2 separate regions of the Gossypium hirsutum genome follow, and region 2 is linked to region 1. The links are chromatin contacts, called in public Hi-C maps. All regions are on one chromosome and are shown on one strand. Each heading gives the region's core, a stretch centred on a gene start, on an enhancer-like site or on the middle of the called end of the contact. The rest is flanking DNA. Distances are from core to core; before and after follow the strand shown. Region 1 holds the start of LOC107910298. Region 2 holds the start of LOC107948222 (histone-lysine N-methyltransferase ATXR7).

Region 1 (4,658 bases), core at 775-3,274:
AGAAAACCCAAATTCAACATCATATAAGCCATGACAATAAATAGTGCAGGTTATACAAAAAGCCAAACACAAATAATAGTTCCCAGAGTTCTGCAGGTCTGAATCATCTAAACAGAAAAATCAGAAACTATAAAATCAGAACGAATTGATGAATCAATGGAGATGTTTTATTTTACTTGAACAGATAACAAATATGCATAATGGAGAAACAAGGAGATATTTTAGTGCAATTTTGCATCCATTTGCAATGCTAATATCACCTGGGGAGCAAATACACATCCAAGTGCACCAACCACAAGTCCTCCCAAAATAAAACCTCCAACAAAGATGCTTGCACTGCTTGGTCTTTCACCATCACTAAGGACACAAGAAGAGAAAGACTCCCACTGAGTATTTCTATAATATTAATGCCCACAACAGAACATCTAAAAACAACATAATACAAACTTAAGGTATGTTACTCAAGACTTAGATATGAATGTCGGTTACATGTATATGTTCGACATGGGTATATTCAAAATTTTCTAAGTTTTTTCCATACATTTGGATGGTCTTTGGAGTGTCATCTCTCCATATCCAATCCAAATGTGTCTGAAACATACACTTGAAGAAAAATAAAAAGTTGGATCAACATAGAACCTAAGTATTTAGTTGATAATGCTTTCATTAGTAGGTGCCAGTTACAGGACTACTTGTACGTACTATTATGCATTCTTGTGCTCCGAACGTGATCAGTGATGATACCTGTAGGAAGCTTGAACTGTTACTACTGGCCTTCTAGAGGAAGAAAGATGCAGTTTTCCTAAGCCATTACAATTGAATGACAAGTTTGTGGGACTAGCACCCCCTGCTGTCTTTAAATGTGAGCCTAAACACACACACACAAAAAAAGTAAGGAACAAAACAATGATACAGCTTTGGTGTAGACATACAATAGAAAATAGAATTAATATTAGTTTAGTTTTGCGTTTGTATAAAGAGCAAAGACAACCAATTTTCTGATTTCAAAGAACGGACATGAACATGATGACGATAATGATGGTATGATCTAAAAATCTGAATCAACACTAAAACCCTGATTCTTGTTGTAAAAGATCTGAACGGCTGAACTAAAATAAACAAACAATCATGAGCATCATGTCAAACAATCAATTCCAACCAAGCTATTACCTTTAGCGAATCCAATCGTTATCTTTTCATCTTTAGCTTACAGCATTTGCAGTCGGTTATTTCCCCAGGGTTTAAGGGTACACCAAGTCAAATATTTTATAAGTATGCTAACAAATTTAAAGAACGAATAAGGCCTATTGTAATTATTCTACTACCCTCCCACAGCTTCAATATTGAAAATTTAATCAAAGTCCACAGATACAACGAAGATGGATCATATTCCTTCAATTTTTTTTTCTGCATCACTATCTTATTTCACTGAATAAAAAAAAAACAAGTACAGTTTAGGGCAATCAAAATTAAGCAGGGTCTTGAACCCAAAAAAATCATGGAAATGACTAGTGTAGAACTAAATGCAGCTAAAAGTTTTCAGCTACTGCAATAAATCCGACGGCCTAAGCAAGAAAGAAGAGGAGAGTATTAATTTATTATGCATTAGAACTTAGAATTTGAATCATATTCCATTTAAAATAAAGTTGATTAGAACGAATGAACAGAAAAAACAAGATTAGAAGAAAAAAAGAACAGAGATGAAGAAAAGGAATTATATTACCAGAAGAAGATAATTGGAATGGAAGACTTGTGGGTAAAACCAAAGAATTAGAGAGGATAGTCATAATGTAAGAGAGAGAGAGAGAGAGAGAAAGAAATGCAAAGGAAAGGAAGCAGGTGAGAATTGAAAGCAGGGAAGTTGATTTTGACTTTGAGAAGCCCTGTGGTGGAAGTTGTTGGGCCAGGCCTAACTTCTTCTATGGCGCCCGTTGTTTACTTATATTTCTGAAATATAGATATTTATCAGTTCTGGGACATCATGAGGGTTTCTGTGCTGGTTCAGAATTTGTAGTCCAATACTCCAATTCTGTCATGCAGTGCTACAAGTTATTTTAATATTAATTTATTTAATATATTTAATCGAAAGAATTATAAATTTAATTTAAAATATTTTAAAAAATTATAAATATTATTATAATAATATTTTATTTTTTATTTTTATATAAATTAAAAATATTTTAAAACACTAAAAAATAATCGAGGTCCAAGAATCAAACTGGAATTGACGAAAATTTGTACATTTATTATTAAGATTTTTATAAATATATTTTTACATAAAAGATTTTACTTTTACACACGTGAGTGTGATATAATCCAACGTTCTAAAATTAAATTAATTCAACCAAAATATTATACAACTCCCATTGTATGCTTGGAAATTGGTTTTAACCGAGCAAAGTGAATGGCTTTGGGCAGAGAATCCACTTAAAATTGTTAAATCAACCTAAACAATCGATAGTGTGCCAACTTGACATATTTATGTGCTTTATTCAATTTGGCGTTGTGCCTTTCTACCGTTTTCTTTTCTTTTTCTATTTTATTTTTTTAGCTTTATTCAATTATATTTCCTTTGTTATTTTCTTTTATTATGAGCAACTAAATCAATTTCTAACCAAAGGTAAACCAAAATTCGATATTTGAATTGTGAGATCCGAAATCGTATTTAACCCTTCTCGTTAAGGTATTTGCTTTTTCTCCAGGTCAAGAGATAGATAGGATCGTCTCATAGTATTGTTTTTAGCTCCATGTCAAGAAGGATCCTTTATACAGTGCTGGGAACAATACACAATTGGTACAACTAATTTGGTGCTGAATTACTTTACCGATGAACAAATTGGTGTGGTTCAATTGGTAGTGCAGTTGGGTGACGTCGTGGGATTAAGTGATCTAATCTAAATGATCCACGCAGTTGAGATTGTTAACAAGAGTATGATTCTTCTAGTTTGCAAGGCTGCTGACGGATTAAGTCGTGGAAGCGTCTTTTGGGGTTATTCATTCGATAAGGGTTAATCGTTGGGTGGTTCCCACGATTATTTACGATTAAGGAAGAATTGGTTGTTGAAGCGTCCTTAATCACTATATATGTAACTGCCCGCCCAATGAAGTTCTAGTATTCGGTTACTGTTTATCGAGATATGGTCTTTAAAGTAAATTTTGAATAAGGTATTAGTTTTGACTAAGTATAAGACTCTATGAATACGCTAACTGGGGAATCTTGTGTTTGGCGAGCTCAGTAGTTTGGTCTGTAGAGTATACACCACCCTAGTTGTTTAGGCGTTTAAGTTAAGTTCGTAATTTGATAGAATTAGTTATTATTTTTGGGTGGGACGATTTAGTTAGTCTAAGGAGAACTGGTTAGAATGGAACTAAATTACTATAGTTGATAAGACTAAAATTATGGTAAGAGTACTTAGTCACGGTTATCGAGGGAGGGTTAGTGGGATAATTTGACTTTTTCTCTAAACCTTACTTTCGTGTTTAGTTGTATAAAGTTAGTAGTGACTTCTTGGGCAAGTTTTATGTCTTCTTCGCATTCATTTTCCTTTTAGATTTTTCTCTACTCTCACTTCTTCTGAAACTTAAGACCAGAAACCTGCTTAAAGTTGGGTTTGCTGTATTTAGCTAACTCATTCGTTTATTTTAGCACTCTGGAAACTATCGGTGAACTCTAGGTTATTTATTGGTTATTTACGTGATCTTAGCAATGCATGCTTTAGTGTTAAATTTGTATGTAAGGAAGGAAAATTCCTGAATCTGGGTTTTATGATGGTTTTTCTTGCAAGCATATTTAATTTATGGTATAGTGATCTGATAAGTTTAACTATCTATATTGTAGCTCAAGACACTCTTGAAGGTTCTCGTGATAAGGGCAAAGGTCCTGCTGTTTAGACTTATTGCACTTTCTGGTAAGTTCCATCTTACTTCTATGTGTGTATTGTCTTTGTTAATATTTTGCTTAAGGTAAGTATTCATACCCTGAAAGATGAAATGTCTGTATATGAATGATGGTTTTTCGGAGTTGTTAGTCTGATTTTGGCGTATCTGTGTTAAAGAGTATGAACTATTCTTCATCTTTAAACCACTACCTTTTACTCTAGCAAGAACGATATAAACTGAATCATGGAAATGATGGTTAAGGAAAATATATTCATGGCATTGCCTTCAATGGATTGTACATTGAACTAGCAGATCATGATACATGAAAAATGTTGTGTAGCCTCTAGCAGGGCAATTATACGTTGCAAACCAAATTGTCAAATCACAACAAAAGACATAAATGATATGGCTTTGACTAAAGGATCCGAGTACATGGTTAACATGAAAAAAGTTTGTCTAAATGGTGTCATGGGTGTACCATATACGCCAAAGGAAAGGTATGCGTATAGGTTGTCTGTGTACGGTACTCGCCATCTAACGTATAGTGTGATTGTTTGACTCTTTGAAATGGTGCATTTGGGTGTATTAGTAAATATTTGACATGTTTTCTCTAGGAACTCACTAAGTTCTTTGAACTTACTTAATTACCTCTCCTTCTCAGGCTTGCTGTAGAAGTAAAAGAAGTATTGTTGGACTACGACAGAGGACAATTTTTTTTGTGAGATTTCTAGTGTTTTGTATTATGCATGACATGGCAGGGTGATGTCGAGATGTTTAAT
Region 2 (4,760 bases), core at 1,739-4,238, 280 kb after region 1:
AAAAATAATTGTTTAAATTTAAGAAAGATATGATCCTCATGTGCTATGCATAAGCACATATTGAGCTATAATGGGAAAGAGCTAACCTAGTCTCGCTAGAACAGCGTTTAAAGTATATTGAAATAAAATGAAGAACTAACAGGATATACTTTTAGTACCTCTTTCAATTCATCATCTACTGACAAACAGACTGATTTCTCTGCTGCCTCTTCATCAGGAGTTTCATTCAATTTTTGATCATTTTCCAGATCAATCACTATTTTGGCTTCACTTTTAACAAGACCGTCAAGATAATCGGCCATAAACACCATCACAGAAGAATGGAGCTCATTTTCAACACCTTCCAGAATACATTGTATTCCACCATAAAGGCCACTATGGTGCAATGGACTGTTCTGTTTGGATAAAATTTCCTGCACCGCAGATTGAGATATATATGTCTCTTCTGCCTGGTTACCTACAGAAACTGTTGCTAGTTCATAACCAGGTGGACTCTCAATATCATAAGCCATCAATTCCATCCTAGAGAAGAGCTATAAAACCATAAAACATTAGATTCAAGGTCATTACATACTGTTTACACACATAGAGTTTAACATAGACTTTACTTACAGTTGTAGCTTTTATATTTTCAGTCTCCTTGCCATGACCAATGGAGCCACTAGCAGATGCCAGAACATTAGGCTGACCATACCAAAGTTTTCCTTTTCTCCACGAAGACAAATATTCAACCATACTATCATAAAAGACAGCATTCCACGTAACTTGCATGCAATACTCAAAAAGCATCTTACAAACAACTGTATAAGAACCCCAAAAGTTTTCAAGGCTTCCAACAGATTTTAGACTTGCATCAAAATGTGTAGATTCTTGGATGGAAAAATTAGATACACCATCGGAGGTCGCTGTGCCAAACTTGGAAGTACAATGTATACTTCTTTCCATGGTATTTTTAATCTGTATGGCAAAGGAGCTTCAGATTTTAAGAAAAATAAACATAAGTTTTTTCTTTCTTTTTTTTTTGAGTGATTGCATACATTACCAGTTTCCCATCAGAACTTTTAGCATCCTGGTTGTATGATTCAACCATTAGAGGTCTCTGAGATTTTTTTGCAGCAACAAACTCTGAGATCATAGTGCTGATTATTTCATCTAGCATAACCCTACGAGCTGCTTTCATAATTCGAGAATGCAGATCAGAAGAAACTTCTTCAGAAATTGCCGATATGAAGTTCACTGATAACTCCTGTTCATTTTCAGCAACACACTGACCACCTTTCCAAGCATTTAAAACAGACAGCAATTGGGTGGGGCGAAACCTGTCATCAGCATGATAAATCTGCAAGACAATAAATTAAAAGAAAAGGATATAAGAAGCAAGACTCAGTAAAGCTTAGATACATCATGCCAGCCACAATACCTACACAAGTTTCGAAAGAGTTCATAGGACCCTACAGTTGATACAAATGAACAGTTCCTGCAGTGATGAATCATGACTTGAGAATTTCAAGGCTTACGGCTTACCATAATGGAATCTGCAAGATACCCACAGCGATGCCAGGAATACAATTGTAAAAGAGAATGGGGCCCATGTTTCCTACTCTCATCATCTTCAAACAACCAACATTCATCTTCACCTGACTGGAACAAAAAAGGTGAAAATCATCCAAAGGCACCTTAGGAGAAAAAGGGGAAACCAGAGGGGGGGGGGACAATAATACCTGCAATACAAAGCTAAATGCTTCGGAACTTACATTGCAGTTGAATTGAGAAGGCGAAGGGGAAGGAGTGTGTTGGACATTTGTAAATGAAGATTTTAAATAATTGGAAGCTGTGGGTGAAGTGAGATATATAAACCCAGTAGCAACATGATCAGGGAACTGCCTAAAGTACTTTAGGGGAACAGGATTGATCAAAGCCCCATTGACTACAGGATAAACAGGGAGCTCATCCGGCAGGAAACCAGTAGACAAGCCTTCGTATAACTGCTGCTGGATATAAGGACCACACATCTGGCCGTGTTCATTGACATACATCCATCCACTCACATACGAAGAAGATGATGGCGCATAGCTAGAGTAACTCTTGTCGCATGAAGATCCACCGCCGTTACAAGATTGAGAAATACCACTGCTATTTCCATTAGACTGGCAACTCATCTCCGTTGCAGATTGTTCGTCACTGTCAAATCATGAATACGATTAAAAAAATGTAAATAAGAGCGTCATCAACCAAAAAACCGTATATTAATAATTATACCCGCGATTTGAAGATGCAAAATCAGCAGAGAGATCCGAAACTTTAAGGCGCTTTCTGGAAAAATTAGGGTGATCATATTCGTCAATAGGGGATGTTGAGGAAACCATGGGCAGACCTGAATCAAAATTCAAATCTAACTAACCTCAATTCTCATAAATGTATTATTACCTAATAAAAAAAGAAAACTGATCTAATTATGTTGCATCTGCGAATAGTAGCGCCCAAATTTCCAAGATGAAAGAAAAAGGCATATATCATAGTAATCTATTATCCGTACACATACATACACAGTTGAAACTCTATTGCATACCCATCCAATCCAATCCAATGCAATGCAATCCAATCCTCACGGTAATCTGCAAAACTCTGCCGGTAGTTGGTTCCAAATCCAATAGAGTAGTACGGATTTCGATAGAAAGAAATTTTCCCAATTAGGGGAAACCACCGGCTCTTGTATTCACGACTAATTTGGCCTCTTCCTATTGTAGTTTCTTTTTTCTTTCTTTTCTGGGGTTTACAAAATTACAAAGTAGACGAAAGCAAAATTAAGTTCACCTCTCTCCCTCCCTCCCTCTACCTCCCTCTACCTCCCTCTCTCTCTCTCTCTCTCTCTCTCTCTCTCTCTCTCATAAGTGAGTCTCACTTCTGACTCGCTCCGCTCCTTGAGCTTTTTTGTATTTATTGTTCTTCATATATGGCAGTGGCATTCGCAATCGTGTGAGATGCCGGCTGCTATTTCCCTATTTTAATTTCAAGCCATTTTTCTTCGTCTTTTATTCTTGGGTTTATTTCAGGCCTCTCCCTCTCATTTATTGGGCTCGCTTTTGGCCGATGAATGGATATATGAACTTTGAAGCAATACGATTACATCAAAAGTCAATAATCCACGCAATTATGGAGTTGAAATTATTAAAAGAAATAGTTACAAATCTCAAAAATAAAATTTAAAATAAATATGGAAGTACTGATCAAGCGAAATATTTGTGAAGTTGTGAATTTCCCTTCAACGTTCTGGTTTATTTATAGTTAAAAGGAGTATGTGAGGAGTTATAGGGAAATTTAATGAATGGTAGGGAACCATTGAAGTCCATCAATGTATGAAGGGAGAATCCTTTAATATTGCCAAAGTGGGAATAGTTGCCAAGTGTTACCCATCAGGCTGTAGCCCTCATAAAGGTAGAGCTAGCCCTAGTTCTACTCAATTATAGCCCTTTTCGAGTAAGGCTGATAAGTTTTTGTTATCATTAGAGTAGAGCTCTTGTGTAACACTCTAACTCATATCCGTCGCCGAAACAGGGTTACAGAGCATTACCGGAGTTTATGGAATAATTACAGTAAATTAATGTTACTTACTATTCATACCCAAAACCAAACATTTTCAATCATATCGTCCCTTGAATGGGCCCTCGAGGCCCAAAATGTGCGTTAAAATCAAGTTGGGACTAAACCGGGAACTCATAAAATTTTTCGTGAAATTTTAAAATTTTTCTTAGGTGCAGGGGACACACGCCCGTGTGGCCAGGCCGTGTGGCTCACACGGCCAAGTGACACGCCCATGTCCTAGGCCGTGTGTGCATTCGATGTGAGACACACGACCATGTCCCAGCCCATGTCGATACCCGTGTAACTCTTTAATTTGGGTGACACAGCCAACCACACACCCGTGTGCTAGGCCGTGTGGACAATTAATTTTCAAAAATTAAATGCAGGGGACACACGGCTAAACCACACGTCCGTGCGCATGGTCATGTGTCACACACGACTGAGACACTCGTCCATGTCTCTGCCCGTGTGGACAAAAAATAGGTCATTTTCAGGCCACTTTTCTCACCCAATTTGCCTTTCACCTACAGCATCATCTAAACAATTCACAAGCCAATTCATAACCCTCAAATTAATGTCAATACCAAGTTTTATACATGACATATTATGTGCAAGTGTTTAAACTTACCAAAAACACATTTATGCTTATAAGCATACTTTATCAATTATGCTAATTCAAAACCATTCATCAATAGGTTTGTATGCTCCCCATCATCTCACCATTTTATCACACATCAAACTTGATAAAGCTTTATATAATTTCATCAAAATATGTCTTACACTAGCCATTCCAATGGCTAGTTACAACCAAAATATTTCATCATTATGCCTAACTTAGCTTATACATGCCATTATACCAAAAGTTAGCTTACTTTATATACCAAGAAGTCCAAGGGATAGTGTGATGTGTCTCCGACCAAGTTCTAACCTCCATGAGCTTCCGAGTACTATAAAACAAAGAAAAGAAAAACCGAGTAAGCATTTAATACTTAGTAAGTTCGTATAACTGGAAATTTAACTTACCATTCATTTTCACTAAAGTAAACATACAAAATGCATCCAAGAAATTTGGCTGATAGCCTAAACACCCAACTTTATCAAACATGTTAGTCATTGTAATTCACACAATTGTCAAGAAATATGGATGAGCTCATCATATAATAACTTTCATATCCATA

Evidence for each region. A called contact is a pair of places that touch in the nucleus more often than the background predicts.
Region 2: a contact with region 1 is called in a Hi-C map of leaf, with 2.7 times the contacts expected there. The contact joins the promoter of LOC107948222 here to the promoter of LOC107910298 in region 1. A contact is called at or near these places in 8 of 34 Hi-C or Micro-C datasets (callus, hypocotyl, leaf and 1 more).

Annotation. Positions count from the first base shown.
Region 1 is chrD02:24,526,650-24,531,307 of Gossypium_hirsutum_v2.1, forward strand. It overlaps LOC107910298, which reads right to left and starts at 2,025. Exons shown (of 5, transcript XM_016838105.2): 1 at 1,724-2,025; 2 at 745-868; 3 at 261-357. The coding sequence starts at 1,787.
Region 2 is chrD02:24,803,597-24,808,356 of Gossypium_hirsutum_v2.1, forward strand. It overlaps LOC107948222 (histone-lysine N-methyltransferase ATXR7), which reads right to left and starts at 2,989. Exons shown (of 20, transcript XM_041088689.1): 1 at 2,570-2,989; 2 at 2,260-2,374; 3 at 1,722-2,181; 4 at 1,525-1,641; 5 at 1,043-1,339; 6 at 613-957; 7 at 159-533. The coding sequence starts at 2,573.